Regions from separate parts of the Pan troglodytes genome. Here region 1 is linked to region 2. Evidence: chromatin contacts called from public HiChIP or PLAC-seq data. All regions are on one chromosome and are shown on one strand. The core of a region is the stretch at or near the end of the contact, and the rest is flanking DNA. Distances in the headings are between cores, read along the strand shown.

Region 1 (3,211 bases), core at 526-3,025, 470 kb before region 2:
CCCTGAGCTACACACAGAAGTTCTCCAAGTCCCCACTAGATTAGCTAGATACAGAGTGCTAATTGGTGTATTTACAAACCCTGAGCTAGATACAGAGTGTTGATTGGTGCATTTACAAACCATGAGTTAGATACAGAGTGCTGATTGGTGTATTCACAATCCCTTAGCTAGACATAAAGATTTTCCAAGTCCCCATCAGATTAGCTAGATACAGAGTGCCCATTGGTGCATCCACAAACCCTGAGCTAGACACAGGGTGCTGATTGGTGTGTTCACAATCCCTTAGCTAGACAAAGATTCTCCAAGTCCCCTCTAGACTCAGGAGCCCACCTGGCTTCCCCCAGTGGAGCGGCACTGGGGCCACAGGTGGAGCTGCCTGCCAGTCCCACGCTGTGAGCCCGCACTCCTCAGCCCTTGGGCGGTAGATGGGACTGGGCGCTGTGGAGCAGGGGGCGGCGCTCGTCAGGGAGGCTTGGGCCGCGCAGGAGCCCACGGGTGGGTGGTGGGGAGACTCAGGCATGGCTGGCTGCGGGTCCGAGTCCCGCCCCGCTGGGAGGCAGCTGAGGCCTGGCGAGAATTCAAACGCAGCGCCGGTGGGCCGGCATTGCTGGGAGACTGGGCACACCCTCCGCAGCTGCTGGCCCGGGTGCTAAGCCCCTCACTACCCGGGTCCGGCGGAGCCGGCCGGCCGCTCTGAGTGCCGGCCTGCCAAGCCCATGCCCACCCGGAACTCTAGCTGGCTCGCAAGCGCCCGCACAGCCCTGGTTCCCGCCCGTGCCTCTCCCTCCACACCTCCCCGCAGGCTGAGGGAGCCGGCTCCGGCCTCCGCTATCCCAGGAAGGGGCTCCCACAGTGCAGCGGCGGGCTGAAGGGCTCCTCAAGCGCGGTCAGAGTGAGCGCTGAGTCCGAGGAGGCGCCAAGAGTGAGCAAGGGCTGCGAGGGCTGCCAGCAGGCTATCACCTCTCAATACTCCCTTTTTGTTATTTAGCTGCTAGCACAAAGATTTTACTGGGTTATTGCAGCTTTTTGCCGCCAGGACCTAGATAAAAACAGTGGCTCCTTGACCAACCTATTAGGTAAACTTAAAAGAGAGCCATTTGGCAGTGAGTCAATAATCATCTAGGAAGTACTCAGTAAATTTGTGCTGAATGAATGAATCTGTTCATTCATTTTAATAACCATTAAAGAATTTTTTAAAGTCAAAGAGAGGTTGTCTGAAACCCTTCCCTCATTAAGTGCTCCCATTAAACCTTGTACATTCCATTTTGGTGATTCAGGAAGGAGAAATTGCAGAAAAGTTGAGGGAGGTGGGGAGTAAGAAGGGTTATTTTGTAAGAAAAAAAAAAGGCAAGGTGCTAGACCCAAAAAGATCCGGATAGTCACTTCCAAGATAATTATTTAACGAAAGGTCAGAAATTCAATGTGAGGGTATACACTAAAATTGAAGAGACTCTCAGAGTGATTTTTCAAAAATTTTTGTCAGAACTCCATCGTCACTCCAAAATGCTGAGATCTTCGAGAAAGTGATGTTGAAATTCGTCTGGGTCGCCGGGATGCTTCCCAGGAGAGTGCCCAGAGTTTCACTAACGAAAGATGGGTATTTAGCATAGCCATGGTCTGAGCGGGCAAAATGCACAGTCCCAGTGACTGAGAGGAGGCCAGCGGAGCGCGCGGGAACGAGGGTGGGGCCGCTCCAGGCTGGGCGCAGCTCGGGAGCCCCCTGCAGTGGACCCAAGCCGCCGCCAGATGGTTCCCGAGGATTAGGATCACGGGCACTTCCGGTCCCCTCGGTCAGCCCCTGGGCTAGCCTCTGGGCCGGCGCCTAGGCCGGCCAAAGCGGACGCCGGGTTGCGGTGACTCCCAGCGGCGAGGTCAAGAGTCATTGGCCTGGGGCTGCAAGCGCCTCGCGCCTGGGCTCCCCCGCGCGCCCTGCGCTCTGAGGGCGATGATCCGGGACGGGGAGGCGCGCGCCGCGGGCGGCCATAGGCCACGGCGCGGGGCGGGAGGGGGCGCGGCGAGGCCCGCGGCGGGGCAAAACCGGCCTGGGCCCTGGCGGCCGCCGGAGCGCGTGTGGCGTGGACTTTGCCGGGCTCGCCACACAGCCCCAGACCCGTTTAGGACCGGGAGACCGAACGCAGCGTCCAGCCGGGGAGTTTCGGCGGCGTTCTCCGGGCACCGCGCGCGGGAAGCCAGACGCAGCGGGGGGACACAGCTCGCGGTGGCGTTGCCAGAGTGAGGAGTTAGCAGGCAGGACTTGACGAGGCTCTTTGGTTTTTCTAGTCCTCAACCACTGAAGAAGAAGCTTGATGCTTGGCTGTCAGAAGACATGAATTACGCACGGTTCATCACGGCAGCGAGCGCAGCCAGAAACCCTTCTCCCATCCGGACCATGAGTGAGAAACGGGGTGACCATCTCTCCTTTGGGGTGGGGCATTCCTCGCACAGCCTCTAAGGAGGGTTCCCTAGCAAGCCACCGCTTGGTTGCCTCCATGCGTACCCCTGTGCACGCTCGCGGTGAGCCAGGCTCTGCGTGCAGAAATGAAATAGACACAGCCTTTGTTCTCAAAGAACTCGGGCTGAAACGGAAGGCGGGTATTTCTGCTGGAGCAGAGTAGGAGCAACAGTAGAGAGGCGCAGACTGCTGTGGGGCACGGCCTTGGAAGGGAGGGGGCGTGCTATCAAGAAAGGCTCTTCCTGGGAAGCTGAGAAGGGGCATGCACAGCGTGCAGATGGGTGTGCAGTGGAGAGGGCCAGGTAAATGGGAGAGGGGTGGGCCATGAAGCTCACAGACAGGTCGGGGCTAAGTGGAGGAGGGCTTCTGCTATTGTGGCCCTTTGCTGTCTTTCTGATCCCTCTGCCTTCTCTTTGGTCATCTTCATTCTTTAGTCCCTCCGCAAGTGAGGTGCCCAGAAAAAGTTATTCTGTATGTTTATTTTAGACTAGCTTTTGTCTTAGTCCATTCAGGCTGCTATAACAAAATACCACAAACTGGGTAATTTATGAACAATAGAATTATTTCTCACAGTTCTGGAAGCTAGGAAGTCTAAGATCAAAGTGCCAGCAGCTTCTGTGTCTGGTGAGAGCCCTTCCTTATAGACAGAGCCATCTTGCTGCATCCTCACGTGGTAGAAGGGAGAACCTATGTCCTCACGTGGCAGAAGGGCCAAGGGCATTCCCTCAGCCCTCTTTTATAAGTGCACCAATCCCATTC
Region 2 (3,040 bases), core at 289-2,788:
TTATACAAGCCATAATGATGCTGCAGTAACTGAACTGCATAGCTCCAAAAGTTTACGTTTGTAGAACTGAACTTTTGAATTATATATCTATGTAAAAGGTATGGTCGCTGTTGATTCAATTCCATGAACAGGAATTTCTTTCTAAAGGAAACAGAAATCTCAGTTTCTAATATGCACAATGCATATGTAATTATCTTCTATATGCTCCGCAGTTTTAAAATGCCATACAAACAAAGCATACCACATGCAAAGTCAATTTCTGAGATTCTAAGGCAGTTTCTGGTCAAGTTTAAGATCAAACCACAAATATATATACACAAAAAATATTTTACATACATATATATCTAAAGATAGAAAAACTGAATATTATTTTTAAATTGGGGAAAATTCAGCGAAAGTAAAACCCACTCCTCTAAGTTTAAAGTTAATCTTCTCCTGGAACCCACTTCCATTTTATTCAGAGGTCCTTCGACGGTTCCTGAAGCAGATGTGTGAAATTTTAAAGAATGTCTGAGGGTATATACCTAATCAGGATGGGTTAGCATCCCAATTCATGATGTACCTTTCAACATTATGTAGGTACATTATAAGAGAAACCAAGATGAGCGCTGTGGCCTCACAGTTGACCCAAAATCTGTGAACAGGAGAGCTGACGACTCTTCGCTCATACAATGCAACTCACCTCGCAGCTCAGAGACATAGCAAAATCGGTGGCTGTTTTCTGCGCTGCCTTTGGATTCTGCATCTGTTTCAAACCTAGAACCTAGCTACCCTCGGAGCTCCACCGAAGAAAGCCTGACACAACGAAAACTATCGCGATTTAAAAGATACCTGACGTTTTCTACCGCAGAGGTTACGGAAATTTTGCCCGGTGGGACTTTTATTGTCCTCCTTCAAACACGGGAGCAACATGAAGTTAAATCCTCTCGCTCTGGAGATCCCTAGAGTCAACCTGCTTCTGCCCAAAATTAAAAATAAAAATCTCCAATCTCACTTCCCCCTTAAGACTAAAACTGAATCCATGCTCTAACTCGGGAGTAAAGTAGGATGGCTTTCAACCCACCACACCCTCCTTGCTCATTATTCCGGGTCGCGGGCGAACTAGAACACTGGGAAAGGGGCTGCAGGTTCCGGACCGGACCGGCCCTGACCCACGGAAGGGGAAGAGAAGCGGCAGGAGTCAGGAGCCCGACAGGTACGCCCCAGCGTCGACGCGTGACGTCACTACGTTGTCGTGAACGGCCGTTCAGCGTCCGGCCGTCCCAACACCTCCTCCTCCGGCCACTCGCTGAGTCGCGTCGGCGCCTATTGGGCGGCGTGGGAACGGTGGGCGGGCCGGGACTGCGTCTCGAGGAGGAGGAGCGGTGCGAGGTGCCTGGCTCTGAGGGCCGCCGGGGCTGTGAAGCCTGTCATTAGCGATTAGCTCACGTCAGTCACTCACGCATCCCTGTTTGCCCTGCTGCTGACCTCGCGCGAGGCGGCCACCTTGTGGGAGATGTTTTCGTGAGGCAACAGACGCTGGCCGTTCCCAGCGTCACGCAGAGTTCGGATCCACTCTAGCGAGAGACCACAGCGTCCGGGAGCAGCTTGTGAAACTCTGGCGAGCGTCAGCCTTGAAAATAAAAAGTATTGGCAGCCGTCGACGAGCACAGGTTCCTAAAACTTAGATCGAAGAGAAGTACCAGCCTTCGAAAATAAACCAGCACCAAAAGCCCCCTGTGCTTATAGGTGACGTGCGGGCTGGGAGTGCAGTGGTGTCACCTCGCCTTGTATGTCATCGCCGGTTGTGTGCCTAACATACATACAAAAAGGATAACTCGAATTTAGCCATCACGCATTTTCAAAAATACTGCTTGGAAATTGAATGTTTGGAGAAAAGATATAATCTGGGGTTTCTACACGGTCTGAATTGGGTTCATTTCCGTTTAGCAAACATTTATTGAGCTCCCAGCGTGGGTCACAGAATTCAGTAAACCTGATCCCGTGTTCAAGGTGCTATATTCCGATGCAGGGGCAGGGCGATGCAGTGAAAGAATGGTGGCCACAGCAGTAGCATGCTAATAGCCTGGTGGGCAGGTACAGGTTTTGCATTTCTTTGGCGAGATCACTTTTGAGTGTCTCCACTGGGTGGCAGAATTAAGACCCGTGAACGTTTAATATCTCCTGTATATTTAGTATGTTATGAATATATACTGATTAATGAATATTAAGTGCGTGTTGTATATCTTGTGCCTCATGAATATTAAATATGACCTGGTCTTGCCAGCGTTTTCTATTTTTACATATACGTGCTCCACCGACTGTTTTGCAGGCTAGGAACACGTGAGTTTTGTTCTCCTATTTCTTCTAGGGCAGAATTGAATATTCTCAAAGACAGTTCTGGGCTTCAGAGCTAGTATAGTGCCCATGGTGGTGATCACAGTGCGGTCAAGCTTCTTAGAACCTCTTTCATTACTTTTATCCAGGTAGAGTTTGTAGAACTATGGAAATACCCAAGCACGATTTTCTCTTACCTGGGACACTGTTGGCCAAGATCTTTAGATTCTTCTTAGAGAATGTGGAAAAGCAGGCAAAAATTTTTCCAAACCAAGTGGAATTTTTCACAAGACATTTACTCACATTTTTTTTCTCTCTCACTGTAGTTACGTAGCTAATTTTGGAAAGGCACATGGATTTTGAGAATGTAGACAGTAGTTGTGGTCTATTAGTCAATCTTACCTGCTTTCTATAAGGATGAAAAATTATTTCATGGTAGTGTCGTAGTTTCTTAATGGAGGATTGTTCCAAGGATCTCTCTTAAGTGTGCAAAAACAAGTCTATTTGTACGTTTGGTTTTTTGTAATATTATCCCTATTATGTACTACCTTATTCCTTTATAAGAACTTAAAGTCATGGTTTCTGGCATACATAGTCATCGCACCAGTAGTTCTCAATCTTCACTTTGCATCAGAGCCATCTAGGGAGCTTCAGAAAAATATCCTTGCTTAGGTCCCACTCCCAGAAATCCTGTCTTAATTGTTTCAATGTTGGACCTAAGCAT

What was found. HiChIP or PLAC-seq counts read pairs in DNA pulled down with a chosen protein or histone mark.
Region 1: an H3K4me3 HiChIP or PLAC-seq map of stem cell-derived excitatory neurons shows a contact between it and region 2, with 7 times the contacts expected there. The contact joins the promoter of AADAT here to the promoter of CLCN3 in region 2. A contact is called at or near these places in 1 of 7 Hi-C or Micro-C datasets (stem cell-derived neural progenitor cells) and 1 of 1 datasets of contacts at active chromatin or transcription factors (stem cell-derived excitatory neurons).

Annotation. Positions count from the first base shown.
Region 1 is chr3:171,759,119-171,762,329 of NHGRI_mPanTro3-v2.0_pri, reverse strand. AADAT (aminoadipate aminotransferase) reads left to right here and starts at 1,775. Exons shown (of 14, transcript XM_001155018.8): 1 at 1,775-1,871; 2 at 2,281-2,393. The coding sequence starts at 2,327.
Region 2 is chr3:171,291,985-171,295,024 of NHGRI_mPanTro3-v2.0_pri, reverse strand. CLCN3 (chloride voltage-gated channel 3) reads right to left here and starts at 1,538. Exons shown (of 13, transcript XM_001153970.6): 1 at 683-1,538.